Linked DNA regions of Mus musculus: regions 1, 3 and 4 are each linked to region 2. A link is a contact called in public ChIA-PET and promoter capture Hi-C data. All regions are on one chromosome and are shown on one strand. Each heading gives the region's core, a stretch centred on a gene start, on an enhancer-like site or on the middle of the called end of the contact. The rest is flanking DNA. Distances are from core to core; before and after follow the strand shown. Region 1 holds the start of Natd1 (N-acetyltransferase domain containing 1). Region 2 holds the start of Grap (GRB2-related adaptor protein). Region 3 holds the start of Dhrs7b (dehydrogenase/reductase (SDR family) member 7B). Region 4 holds the start of Llgl1 (LLGL1 scribble cell polarity complex component).

Region 1 (3,150 bases), core at 557-3,056, 740 kb before region 2:
TTGGAACTTAATGCCAAACAGTGGCTCTGCCCCAATAGACCCTTCCTTCTGCCTGACCACGCCTCCCAAGGCCTTGGTTTTATGAGATATTATGCAATTCATCTGAGACCCATCTCCTTCTTTAGACTGGCAGCCCTACAAGTCCTGGGTAAATAGTAGGTACTCAGTAAACTGTTGGCCCAGGCTGTACAGGAGGAGCCGAGGCGAGGTTGCCCGCCTCTAGCAATTCTGTCTCTCTGTCAACGGGGCAGCAGATTGCAGAACGGTTAAGTTTAAGGATATCATTTGTTCATAGCCAGCTCTCAAGAGTACTGTCCTTTTGACTGGACCCATTTGGAAAAGAAAGAGAGAGAGAAAGAAAGAAAGAAAGAAAGAAAGAAAGAAAGAAAGAAAGAAAGAAAGAAAGAAAGAAAGAAAGAAAGAGAGAGAAGCCTAAGGCTTCTGCCTTTCTCTTTATGGATCTGATGTGCCTCCACAGTCCCCAGGAACTAAAAGCCTCACTGGAACTAAGAAAACTTCAGAAAAGAGGATCTGAAGAAAAAAGAAACAAAAAACAAACAAACCCTCAGATAAGGCCTCTCAAGGGATCAGGGCCAAGTGTCACAGTCAGCTGAGCTACCATCAGCATGACAGCAGGACTTGTTTCTCTACGGAAAGAATAGGGCAAGGGGCAGCTGGGCCCTGATTTGAATATGCCTCTGGTCTTGTTAAAGCTGGGCAGGTCCCATTTCCTGCACTCCCAGCCTCAGTTTACTCATCTGTAAGTGGGGCGGTATGTCACAACACAGGAAGTGATAGCTGCCCCCACGGTGGTTAGGTGGCACAAACGGGAGACCTGGCCTCCAAGTGCAGGTCACAGAAGGTTGGCTCAGGAAGTCAGGATAGGCTGCGTATGCTTGACTGCTTACAACCTACCTACTGGCCGACCACACTCAAGTGGTGCATCCTTCCAATCAAAATAATATGGGCAGTGGCTAAGTCGGGTCTCCCCAGAGGGCCCAGCTGGGAGGAGTGGGCTACAGAGAGCTCAAGGTCCCATATTCCACAATCTTTTCCAGCCCTAGAATCAATGGGAGGAGTGTCGGTCTGCTGGTACAAACGCTACAGATGAGGCTTTGACTTCTCTATCTGTTGAAAAGTAGCCATTTATCTATGTTTATCAGCACTTGCTGTGCACCAAATGTGTCATTCTGAACTTTTACTGCCACAGCATCTCATCCAAAGCGGTTTGCACTCCAGCTATCCCCATTGCAGATTCCGGGAGACCGATGCACACATTGACTAGACAAACTGGCCAAAGTCTCAGAATCACCTACCCGCCTCCTCCTCCAGGCCACATATTCCCTAGGTTATGCCCCAGGCCCCTGCAGGCTCCTCCACGGCGGCAGGAAGCAACCGAACACCCGGGGGGTGGGGGTGGCAGGCCACCAGTGACCTGCTCTCTGGGACCCAGGGTGGCAGCCCTCCGTCCGCGATGTCGGAGGCCGGCTGCGCTAGCAGGTGCGGGCTGCCCGGGCAGACGCGCTCCGGCGGTGCCAGTCGGGGGGTTCGGGAGCCCTCCCGCCCCGGGATCCATCTGTCCGTCCGCCCGCAGGTCCCGCCCCGTCCCGCCCGCGCGCGCGCAAACAAAGGCAGCTCGGTACCGTTGAGGCGCACGGAGAACTGGCGGCGTTGGCGGTCGTGCTCCACGCGGATGGGGCCGCCCTGCTCCAGTGCGCTCGGCGGGGTAGCGTGCGCCATCGCGCGCGCCGACACTGGGGACCGCGGGCCGCAGCGAACTGACTCTTCGGCGGCGCGGGCCGGAGAAGGGGGCGGGGCCGGAAATCAGCTGTGAGTCACGTGCGCTGCGCGCACTGTCTGTTTGGATACATTCCTGGCGTCTCTTAAAGAGACCGCGCTGCCCGTTTCGCTCGCGGCTTCAACAATGATGTGCTGGTCCATCCAGGGCGCCGATTGTCCTCCCGAATGCCCCAGAATGACTTTTAGGACCCACACGGACCCATATGCAAAACACGCAATGACCTATGGGGTAATTTAGATCCTCCCCGCGACAGCCATTTAATATTAGGCATTAGCCTCACTGCAAGCCTGAGGCAATAGATAACGTCAAATGCAAGGTGTTGACAGGCAAACCTACTCTCTGCTGGAATCGTGCGGGCTGGAGCTATGCAGCCCACCCACTCGGGCAGCTGTAGCTGATATTGAGAGATTACCCCTAGGCATGTTTGGGACTGGGTGAAAAGCCACCCCTCCCAAAGAAAGCCAGAAATATGAGGTCCCTAGGGAGCTAGCTACCCAGGAGCCAGTGTTTCTCTAGAAGTACAGTATTAGGAAAGCTTGCCGACCATGGATGTTCACAGAATCATATTCTGTTAATTACCGTGCAAATTTGATGTCCACATCTATGAGACCACCACACAGACATTAAAGTTTGAGTACCTCAGTGGAATGCTTGAAGGCTGTAACTTCAAACCTGTACAAAATGTGTGTCTGTGTGCGTGGCGGGGGCTGGGGGTGGGGGAGAGGCGGGGGACAGACCAACAAGGAAGCATTTTACAGCTAAATGGAGATCTCCGTGGGCTCCCTTCCAATTGATTTCTTCCTTTTGAAGTAGCTATGCTCCCTGACTTTTAGCGCTATTGACTAAACAGCTTTTCCTAAGAACATCCTATTTCTTAAGAACTACACAGTATTTACCTTTTCGTATCTGGTTTCTTCGCTTCCACCTGTCATCAGCTGTGTTGTTGCTGCTATCATGTTCACCAGTGTGTCAGAGATTTCCCAGGAAGCAGGTACCAGTTTTCCATCACGTGTTAATGGGTTGTTGTGTTGTTTTGGTTTGGAGCTGCTATGAGTAACAGGCTGTGGATGTCGTCTGGCCAGCATTCCCTTAGGGTAGCTCTCAGGAATATACTGCCGAGTTTTATAGCCAGTGGATATTTTGTTTTGTGAAAAACTGCAAGATCCTTTTCCAAGTGTACGACCTCACATTGCCACAGAGAGTTCTGTAAGTTGCAGTGGGCATTTTGTCATTAGTGGCAGTGACTGACTCTTGAACCTTTGCCCAGGCTGCCAGGCCATTTAGTCCCCATTTAATGAACACTTTCCTCTGTAACCCCCCCCCCCAATCTTTTATTTGCCTTCTTCCAA
Region 2 (3,389 bases), core at 203-2,702:
GCCCCATCCTCTAGAAAACCACCGTCTTGAAAAAAAAAAAAAAATCTGCCAGGCAGTGGTGGCGCACACCTTTAATCCCAGCACTTGGGAGGCAGAGGCAGGAGGATTTTTGAGTTCGAGGCCAGCCTGGTCTACAAAGTGAGTTCCAGGACAGCCAGAGCTACACAGAGAAAACCCTGTCTCGAAAAACTAACTAACTAACTAAATAAATAATAAAAAATAATTTAGAAATAAAACTAAAAATAAGTAAATAAATGAAATAAAATAAAATAAAAATCTGGCTTCATCTGGATCCATCTGGTACCCATCCCACAGCCTGGGTTCTTTAGCTGTCCCTGTGTGTTTGGAGAATACTGGCTCTCTGTGGTTCCATGTGGTTGCAAATGTATAGCTGTGTTTCTCCGTGTTGTGCTTTACCCCCTAGTACTCACCAGACTGCTGTCTGCATCAGTGTCACAGCCTTCCCTTAACAATCGCAGAGCTGTAATGCCTTCAGACCACAAGCTACAGAAAGCTCAGGTGGTACTCGATGTTTAAAGCACAACAGGGGCCTTATTAGTGAGGTTTTCATAGGTGAATAGGAGCTTCCTGGGCAAGTAGGAAAAGGTGGTGTGCCCACCACAATGGCTCTCCAGCCTGGAGTTTGCTTGTAGTGGAATACCCAAAAGGGTACATGAGGGAGCTGTGTGGAGCAGGTGAGAGGAGACGGTTGGAAGTGTCTTGAACGTAGGCTGGAATTTGGGTTTGAGGTGGTGGGTGCTTAGGAATCTCGCTACAGGTATCAGCAGTTGTCCTGCTTAGTTGTTTTGTTTGTTTGTTTTTTTGTTTGTTTGGTTTTTTGTTGTTGTTGTTGTTTTCAACTTGACACAAGCCAGAGGCAGCTTGAGTTGAGAATTGGCTTGTGGACAAGTCTGTGGGGACGTTTTCCTGACTAATGACTGGTGTGGATGAGTCTGGTTCTCTGTGGGAAGTTCCACCCCTGGGCAGATGCTCTGGGTGTATAAGAAAGTTGGCTGAGCAAGCCATGGGAAGCAAGCCAGTAAGCAGTGTCCCTCCGTGGTCTCTGCTTCAGTTCCTGCCTCCAGGTTCTTGCCTTGGCTTTCCTGATAGACTATAATCTAAGCCAAATAAACCTTTTCCTCCCAAGTCACTTTTGGTTTTGGTGTTTTTCACAGCAATAGAAACTCCATTTAAAACAGATAAGAAATGTGAAGGCTGAGAGACAGAGGCCAAGCACGAGACAGCTCTGCATCGTCCTAATGGGGACTCCCCCACAGCCAAAGTGGGTTTATGAGCACACCCTCTCTGAGCTATGACAAGGGTGACATGTCTTTGCTTCCTGTTTCTCCCCCATCAAGGGCAGTTTCCGGCTGCAGCTTCAAAAGAACAAATACTCAAAACAAAGGAAGTGGTCCTCTCCTGCAGGAAGCAGGAAGCTGTAGCTGCTGGGTCCTCGGCTGAAGCCCAGGGACAGTGGGATGGAGTCCGTGGCCCTGTACAGCTTCCAGGCTACCGAGAGTGACGAGCTGGCCTTCAACAAGGGGGACACGCTTAAGGTACAGAAGGCTGGAGCTGGGCTGAGTGGGCCAACAGGGTTGGTAGGGTTAGAACCAGCACCTCAGAGAGTCCTGGGAGTCTGGGCTGTGAGGGACAGGCTCAGGTTAGCTGCCTCTACCCTCTTCAGTTTCCTCATTTAGGAAAGTGGAATAGTATTTATTACTGATCCTTCCTTTGGGGTCATTTGAGAGTCTGAGGCCACAGAGTCTGGTGGGAGTTGCCTAAATCCCACTGTTTTCTAGGGTTTTGTTTGTTTGTTTTTAAAGAAAAGTTTAATAGACAAATTTTGAGATCAGTAACACAGAGAGAAACAGAGAGACACAGAGGTAGAAATCGTGTGTGTGTGTAAGAGTGTGTGTATGTGTGTGTGTGTGTGTGTGAGAGAGAGAGAGAGAGAGAGAGAGAGACAGAGAGAGACAGAGAGACAGAGAGAGAGTCTAAAATAAGCAGACATTCTAACTTAATTGGGCTAAAATAGCTGAGATTAAGCTGTATTGATGGGAAAGGAGAAATAGAACGCTATACTTCATTTGTTCTCACCTGAGCCACTTTCACTCACAGTGGTTGTCTTCCAAGTCATTAGACACACGAGTGTGTGAAATCTCTACCGGGGATGCCCTTACTTAGAAGTTTGCATATGACAGGAGAGCTGAGGGGGCACAGGAGAGTGGCCATGCTGAACCATGGACACTGGAATGCTAGTGGCCCATCCTGTGCCCTCCACTGCCCCTATTGTGACCCCCTGGAGCAACAGACACAGGGCTAGATGGCTACCACCCTGAGCCCTGGCTCGAAGATTCAAGCACGGAGACAGACTCTTTAGAGCTATCCTGTACATGGGTCCCAGGCTCAGTGTGGATCTCCTGGCTGTGGAAGACCATGGCTTGGCTGCAGTGAGCGAGGCTCAGCAAGGTGTCTGTACGTGTGTAGTGTAGTGTAGTGTAGTGTAGTGTAGTGTAGTGTAGTGTAGTGTAGTGTAGTGTAGTGTAGTGTAGTGTGAGCCAATCTCCATTGCTTTAATTCTTGAGCCTTTCTTTGTTCGGTCCCCTGGGTGTCTAAAGCTCTAAGCTGGGGTCCTAAAGCAACCACATACCTTTGTGCACCCCCTTCTTCAAGCTAAGGTGCTGGTGTATCTACCTAAGTTGTTGGCTCTGGGTCCTATGCACACTCAACCAGTTTGGCCTCAGAAAGACCTGGGGTGGGAGACTGTCCAGATCCAAGTTCAGTTCAGAGGCCTCAGCTACTCTGGAAACCAGCATGGGCCATATCTTTCACACACACTTGAGGCTGGAGGGTAGCTGGCCTATTAAAAAGTAGGAATGCTGTGTAGAAGATTCTGGCCTGGGCTCAGAGGGACCAGTACAGTCCCTGGGGCACCTACTGTGCAGAGTGATAGCCTCCTCCTTCACAGCCTTCCAACAAGCCGGGCATCACTTTGCTAAGAGTCTACTGAGAAAGAGGAGGGGGTATGCATCATAAGTCATGAGAATTTGGGGGACCTGAAGGCACAAGGCGGGAGCAGTGTGCACAGTCGGCTTTCAGTGAGGGAGCGGAAGGAAAGCACAAGAGGCTATGGGTAGTTGGCAGGCCTTGGGGTGCAGCTTCCCCCTTCACTCATTTGACAAGCACCAGGCTTAGCCAAGCTTCATGCAAGGGCATGGGGAGTGAGGCTGGAGGCTAAGGGTTGGGAGGGCTGCCTGTAGGTGAAGAAATTGGAGCAAGAGAGTGAAGAATTGTCCTCAAAAGAGGTGTGGAAATCTGGAGACTGAAAGAGCTGCCTGTGCAAAGAGCCTTGGGAAAGACAGAGCACCCAACCCAGAGCCTGGGGGAGA
Region 3 (3,548 bases), core at 796-3,295, 820 kb before region 2:
GTTAAGAGCAGTGGCTGTTCTTCCAGAGGTCTTGAGGTCAATTCCGAGCAACCACATGGTGGCTCACAACCATCTGTAATGGGGATCTGATGCCCTCTTCTGGTGTGTCTGAAGAGAAGGACAGTGTACTCACATACATAAAATAAATAAATCTTTTTTAAAAATTGTACAAAATTCTCAAAGGACTAATAAAAATATAAAAAATGTTAAAAAAGAAAAAAGTTCAGTTTCTTATTAAAAACATATGCTTTTCAATTTTCATTCTTGTGCTACGGATAAAACTGAGTGCATTGCATATGCTTACAAGTACTCTAACATTGTGCTATATATTCTAGCCCAAAGCTAGTGCTTTTTGACAGAAACCTGGACTTCTAAGTACCTTAAGAGTCTGAATCCTATTTCCATTTTCCATTTAAGCTGGCTTCCTTGGACAATACTTTGGCAGGATAATCTTATGCCTTTTTGCTATTGGCAGATGGATGTGGAAGTCTGTAAATTCCACTTGTCCTTCACTGACACCTAGAGGAACTCTTTGTTACTATTTGGTACAAATGGAAGTCCAGACTTCTAATAAGTCTCCATTGACACTGGGAGGGGAAAGAGTGTTTAGTTATTGCTCTCTGCATGGCCTCTTTTCACACGTGGGAAGTGGTCTTGTCAGTGAGGGATGGAATTCCGACTCAACTCTCTACTTGGCTTCAGCTTACACAGAGAAGGGTGTGTGTCTGTGTGACTCCTTACACTTAAGTGGGGGTGGAAAGAGGAGGCTAGAGAGAATGGAGGAGAGTATGCCCAAAGTACATTATAAACTTGCATGAAATATCTTTATGCAAGCTCCTCTCATCTACAATAAACAGTCAATAATGAACATACAATAAATTTGCTGAGCAATAGTGGCTCATGCCCTTAATCCCATCACTCAGAAGGCAGAGGCAGGCAGATCTCTGAGGCCAGCCTGGTCTACAGGGTAAATTCCAGGACAACTGGGACTACACAGAGAGACCCTGTCTTGAAAAACTAAGATAATAATTTTTTCTGCAAACTTTGTATCTTTTGAAATAAAATTTATTTCCAGCTATATGTATTACAAATTGTATTGCTTATACACTCTCTTGTGTTGTTGACGTTGTTGTTATAATTATTATCTTGAGACAAGGTCTCTCTCTGTAGTCCTGGGTGTCCTGAAACTCGCGATGTAGACCAGGCTAGTCTTGAACTCACAGCACTTGGAAGGCAGAGGCTGGCAGATCTCTGTGAGTTCGAGGTCAGCCTGGTGTAAAGAACGAGTTCCAAGACAGCCAAGGCTACATAAAGAAAGCACTGGTCTCAAAAACCCAAAAAGAGGCGGGGTGAGGGGGAGAAAGAAAGAAAGAAAAAGAATAAAGAAAGTTCCTAGACTTAGCACTATTAATAGTATTAATATTACATGTAATAGTGACATATATGTATGTATATATATGTATATATGTACACATATGTATTTATGTATATATGTATGTATGTATATAATGTATGTATGTAATATATATATATACATATATATATATATATATATATATATATATATATATATATAATAGTAATACTAGAATAGTACGTTCCTAGTTGTGTTAAATGTGGCTCCTTGTTGGAAGGAAAAGTGACTACTTATGTGTAGGTCTGTTTCTAACCTCCTTAAAAAACAAAAACAAAAACCGAGCCCCCTCTCCCCATCTTTGTAACAACATCACATCGCCGTTTATAATAATCTTGGCAACTGTAGCATTTATTTTTGCTTTTTGAAGCAGTGTCATGCAGCCTAGCCCAAAGGGGACCTTGTATTCCTGAGCTGCCTCCCTTCATTTCTCAAGTACTCGGATAACAGCCATATGCCATCAAACTCAGCTTTGCAGAGCAAGTTCAGTTTTTTCTGAAAACCGATGGAACCCAAACCACTACTTAGAATTTTCCTCCGGAAGATTTACGGTATAGGACTTAAGCAGACTGACGTCATTTAGACCGCAAAGGCTAAACTCTACCTCTGTTGGGCGCATCTTCAGAGCGCATGTGCTTCCCGAGTATTGTGATTGGACGGAACCAAGCTGCATTTCGTCAATTCCGAGGCGGGAGCATGAAGTTGATTGACCATGATCTCTCCGTCCTTTAGGTAAAGGCTAGGGATGTTGCAACCTCTTGGTGAGTGGAAATGAGGACGGTGTCCTGTCTAAAGCGGAGGCGCGGGGTACATCTGCTTTAAGTGACTGAGTGAGGCTGAGCACGTTCTGGGGAGGCTGTGGATCCTGATAGCTTCCGGTTCCCCGCGGCGCCCCACAGTGAAGGAAGCAGGGTTCAGGCACTCCGCCCCGGCACGCTCATCGCGGAGATCACCTGGTCTCTGTGTGTGCGTTTCAGGGTCTGGAGCCTAGAGCGCGCAAGGTCGCGTGTGCATAGCTACTGTGGCATGACCCCAGTGGCACTCCTGCCCGGGGATGGTTAGGAGATCTGGGTTTTCGGAAAGGGCGAGCAAGATTCTGACTTTGGAACATCCATGAGAACAGCTTTCTTAGATTAGACACTTCCAACCCTAACTGTGCCGGTTAGCAGGTGCAACTGTGGGTGGATGCCTTAAACATTCAGCGACCGTTTCTTCAGTTAAAACTTTAGAAATATGGCAGTAGTGAAGAGTAAATAAGTTTTTGCTTGCAAGGGCTTAGCTAGTGGCTACATGTACTCAACACATGGTACTCATACATTACTCTCAGTTCATTAGCCTTTAGTATAGTGATTTGAGAGTTAATACATACGCCTTTCCACACAAACACTTGCACTAGCTCTCAGGTGGGTATTTACTTTTGTTATTTTTCCTTTTTATGCGATATTTTATTAAATGTCTTTACAGGACAACAGCCAGCCTCCAGACACAGCTGCTAAGACCCTGTAGGCACTGACTGGGACATGTTAGTTGGCTCTGGCTTCCCACCTTTTTGTTCTGAGATGGTGGTGGTGGGCAGGATCTCATGTTTGGGATCCAGGATGCTCACATGGTCAAGCAGAGGGTTGAAGGGCTGACCTTAACACTTGGGTGCCAGGGCAGCATGATCTTTAGTGCCCAGCACATCCTGTCTGAGCAATACACAGTGCAGGCAATGTCAATACAGTAACTAAAAGAGTCTCCACTGTGCATATCCACAGCCTTCATTGGCCCTCTGTCCTTAGAGCTTCCCATAACCCACAGCCTTGGAAGCCCTTGGCCCCACTGTAGCTGTCTTTAGATACACCAGAAGAGGGCATCAGATCACATTACGGATGGTTGTGAGCCACCATGTGGTTGCTGGGAATTGAACTCAGGACCTTCGGAAGAGCAGTCAGTGCTCTTAACTAATGAGACATCTCTCCAGCCCCGTACTTACTACTTTTAGTGGAATTGCCTGTAAAGACTTTTCAGTCTTGTAACCCTGTAGGGGTAGTGGAAAGCTTTAGAGAAGTAGCAGGTGGCAAGGGACCCCTTAGTGATAAGGTTTGAATTAGGCATCAAGACCTACTTGTTTTAGAAGTGCAGGAAGGGAAAC
Region 4 (3,554 bases), core at 554-3,053, 950 kb before region 2:
CCACCACTTCCCCGCAAAGATCTATTTATTTATTATATATAAGTACACTGTGTCTTCAGGCACACCAAAAGAGGACATCTGATCTCATGAGCCACCATGTGGTTGCTGGGATCTGAACTCAAGACCTCTGGAAGAGCAGTCAGTGCTCTTAACCACTGAGCCATCTCTCTAGCCCCTTAAAAGTCATTCTTTTTTGTTGTTGTTTTGTTTTTTGAGACAGGGTTTCTCTGTGTAGCCTTGGCTGTCCTGGAACTCACTCTGGAGGCCAGGCTGACCTCGAACTCAGAAATCTGCCTGCTTCTGCCTCCCAAGTGCTGGGATTAAAGGCGTATGCCACCACTGCCCGGTAAAAGTCATTCTTATTGGCTATCAAACAACAGAAGTTATTTGTTGCTGTTTTGTTGTCTGGTGTTTGGGGTTTTTTGTTTGTTTGTTTTGTTTTTGTGACTGCAGTGTAAAATTTCTGGGGATTGGTTACTTGGGTAACCTAATAAACTTTTACTGCAGAGATGAGGGTAGAGAAAGCTGGTGCTGAGGTAGAGCATGTCCTGAGCATTTGCAAGGTTGAAATCCAACATGGGGTAGCACAAGGACTGTAGCCTAGGCCTCTGAGTTGCTTCTGATCATGACTTGTGTGGGGCTGATCTTGGTCTGTGTTGGCTGCCACTGTTTCTTCCTCTGTGCATCTGGGGTGATATCACTTTAAAATTGTGTGGTATCTGTGCCTCTCTCAGTGAGCTCTTAAAATCATTAAGCGTGTTGAGATCAGGAGGGGCCCTTTGCTGTCTAGCCAACCACTTTAGCTACAGCTCGGGAAAGAGCTGTGAGTCCTGAGCCCCAACTCCCAGGGCGGGTTGAGCAACGCTGGTCGTGGGCAGTTTGGAGGTAGCTAGGTCCCTGTTGCTGCAGTGCAGCTGCCTGAGGGTTAAGGGTCAACGCCTCCTCTCTTGACAAAGATGGGAGGACAGGGGCTTGGCCCGCTTAAACTCCTGGGATCTCTCCCAACACTGAGTCCCTCAGCTAGCAGGAAAAGGTTCAGCCTAGAGGCCATTGTCCAGAAGAGAAAAGTCTCGGGAGGTGGGTGGGACAGGAAGAAAGCGGGGGCGGGGCGCAGCTTTGTTCTCGGAGTTCCCTGTAGGGATGGGGGAAACAAGGGGAGAAGCTGTATCCAGCCCGCTCCTGTTCAGCCCTACGTGCCTGCCACCTCCTGCAGCCCTCCGCCCCTTTTCTTTGCCTCGCGTCCCTCTCAAGGATCTTCTGAGCCGGTGCAAACCGAAGTTCTTTGTGTTGGGTCATGAATAATAACTCTCAAGGAATTGAGATTTTCTTTTTTTTTTTTGAGACATAGTTTTACAATGTAGCTTTTGACTGGCCTGGAACTCAGAGAGATCTGCCTGCCTCTGCTTGCCACCTGATTGCCAGAATTAAAGTTATGCACAACCATCGCGGGCTCCTAGAGAGGGGTTCTTCGATAATAGTTGAGACAAAAAGCGTGGTGTGGAATACACACCGGAGGAATAGGCAAAGTAGTGATCCGTGAAAACTGGCCACACAAACTAGATAACAACGGCAAAGATGGGGGAAGTGGGACCGGGAGGGGCTAGAGAATTGTCCCTGGAATTATTAGAATGTTGTTAGCTCAGTCGTGAGTGGAAAACAACCTTTAGCAAACCACAGCCCAGCTTCCCACGGTTGGGACCCACCTTCGGACTACAAGTCCCAGCAGGCCCCGCACCATTGCGCATGCGTGACTGCCCCCCCCCCCCGGCGAGCCCGGCGAGCCCGGGGGCCCCGTCCTCGCCCATTGTCTGGCGAGCAAGGGGCGGCACGGCACGGCGGGCACGCTCACGTCGTGGGTCGGGCGGGCGTCCGTGGCGTCCCGCGCCTCCGTGCAGGCCCCGCCCCGCGCCTCAGGACCGGCGGGGCCGGGCGCATCCCGCGGCGGTGGCGGAGGCGGGCGCAAGATGATGAAGTTTCGGTTCCGGCGGCAGGGCGCCGACCCGCAGCGCGAGAAGCTTAAGCAGGAGCTCTTCGCCTTCCACAAGGTGCGGCGGCGGGGGCGCCGGCGGCTCAGGCGGGCCACATCGGGCCGCCTCTGCCCTGCGAGCGCCGCGCTGCTCGGGTGTGCCTGGTTGGGGTGTCGGGCTGCGCCCCGCGCCGTGCCGTGCGCTTTCGGGCTCCTGGTCTCTGAACCCCTGATATCTCTCCCGGTGTCCCTTGGGCTCAGTGGGGTCCTCCGACCTATCTGCCTTTCGCTCTTGGCCTCTTTTCTTTCATTTTTGGTGTGTAGCCCGGCTCGGCTGAGGGACATTCAGGGCCAGGTTTTGTTTTCTTTAACTCTTAGGCGGGCGAGAGAGGGAAAAGTGGGGGGTGGGGGGGCTGGGAAATCCCTGCGCCTCCACTTTTCTCACCAGGCTCTGCCCTACCTTGGGGTCCCTAGTTCAAGGGATGTGCTGGTCTGTATGCTCAACTGCATTTCAAACCTTAGTGCCTCAGTTTCCCCCGCCATGAAATGAGGCCAGTTTCCCCCTTGTGGATTCTGGATGTCCTTGCGACCCGGCCAGTTCCTGACCTTACTAAAGTTGGAGAGACGAGATACAGAAGAGACCCGGGAAAGGCCTCAGCTCCCACCTAGTCTGCACTGACCAGTATAGAGCCCCACAAGCCTAACTCTTATCTGTACTGGTGGGGCTCTGATTAGATGTTACTTTTATCCCAGAGCCTGTGTGCATCTTGCTGTTGAGGATTCGATTTCTCATTTCCATTACACACGTTAAAAAACAAACAAACAAACAAAAAAAAAAAAACTGAGGTTCAGTAGGGAGAGGGCCGCTTATCTTTCCTTGCCTTGCTGTGTGATAGCAGTGGAGTAGGAGTTTTGAAGCAGCTGCTACTGTCCTGAGTAGAACTTAGGGACCCTGGACTTCTCTTAGGAGGCACTTTCAGGGGGAGACCCTGCCATGGCTCAGTTTTTTCTTGTTGCGATCTCAGCAATGATCAGGGGGTGCCAGGCTTTACAGACACCATAACTAAAGAGCTGCCAGGAGAGGCTTCTCAGATGGGAGCCTCTTTTTGGCTCACCGTGAGGGTGTGCCCCATGAAACAAGAAGAGAGTGGGTTTTAGCCAGTGAATGGGGTGTGTAGTGGGGACCTCCACAGTTGTGATGAGTCTCTGAAGCATGGCTTCCCCTGACTGATGATGCTACAGTGGGTAGGAGTTGAGGAGGGTGAGGCCCGATTTGAGTGGGAAGCAATGATAGGAGATAGGTCATCTTGGGGAACGAGTTTGATTGCCACAGGGGGTGTTAGGAGATCTCTAGAGAATAGTGAGCCCCAGATTCTTGAGTTTGGACTTGTAGTCCAGGGTGACCAGTGGGTATTGGGTTTAAATCCAGCTCAGACCACAAATTACAAATTGCCTGTAGGATGTGCATCTCCTACTAGTTTAATTTGGATCCCTACCTCCTTGGTACCAGGGCATGGCGGACAATTCTTCATTGAAGGGGTGGTTTATTCCCTGGGAAAGGATGCGGACAAAAAAGCCAAAACAGAAG

What was found. Promoter capture Hi-C pulls out the DNA fragments that hold promoters and counts their contacts. ChIA-PET counts read pairs in DNA pulled down with a chosen protein or histone mark.
Region 1: a contact with region 2 is called in a promoter capture Hi-C map of the C10 cell line, with 2.1 times the contacts expected there. The contact joins the promoter of Natd1 here to the promoter of Grap in region 2. A contact is called at or near these places in 3 of 39 promoter capture datasets (the C10 cell line and liver) and 1 of 115 datasets of contacts at active chromatin or transcription factors (thymic regulatory T cells).
Region 3: a promoter capture Hi-C map of stem cell-derived epiblast-like cells shows a contact between it and region 2, with 2.9 times the contacts expected there. The contact joins the promoter of Dhrs7b here to the promoter of Grap in region 2. A contact is called at or near these places in 1 of 39 promoter capture datasets (stem cell-derived epiblast-like cells), 1 of 484 Hi-C or Micro-C datasets (B cells) and 1 of 115 datasets of contacts at active chromatin or transcription factors (pro-B cells).
Region 4: a contact with region 2 is called in an RNA polymerase II ChIA-PET map of memory CD8 T cells, with 5 read pairs. The contact joins the promoter of Llgl1 here to the promoter of Grap in region 2. A contact is called at or near these places in 2 of 115 datasets of contacts at active chromatin or transcription factors (memory CD8 T cells and microglia).

The regions. Positions count from the first base shown.
Region 1 is chr11:60,911,986-60,915,135 of GRCm38.p6, forward strand. It overlaps Natd1 (N-acetyltransferase domain containing 1), which reads right to left and starts at 1,807. Exons shown (of 3, transcript NM_025294.5): 1 at 1,644-1,807. The coding sequence starts at 1,740.
Region 2 is chr11:61,651,869-61,655,257 of GRCm38.p6, forward strand. Grap (GRB2-related adaptor protein) reads left to right here and starts at 1,453. Exons shown (of 5, transcript NM_027817.3): 1 at 1,453-1,556. The coding sequence starts at 1,479.
Region 3 is chr11:60,828,586-60,832,133 of GRCm38.p6, forward strand. It overlaps Dhrs7b (dehydrogenase/reductase (SDR family) member 7B), which reads left to right and starts at 2,046. Exons shown (of 7, transcript NM_145428.2): 1 at 2,046-2,146. The coding sequence starts at 2,127.
Region 4 is chr11:60,697,897-60,701,450 of GRCm38.p6, forward strand. Llgl1 (LLGL1 scribble cell polarity complex component) reads left to right here and starts at 1,804. Exons shown (of 21, transcript NM_001159404.2): 1 at 1,804-2,045. The coding sequence starts at 1,965.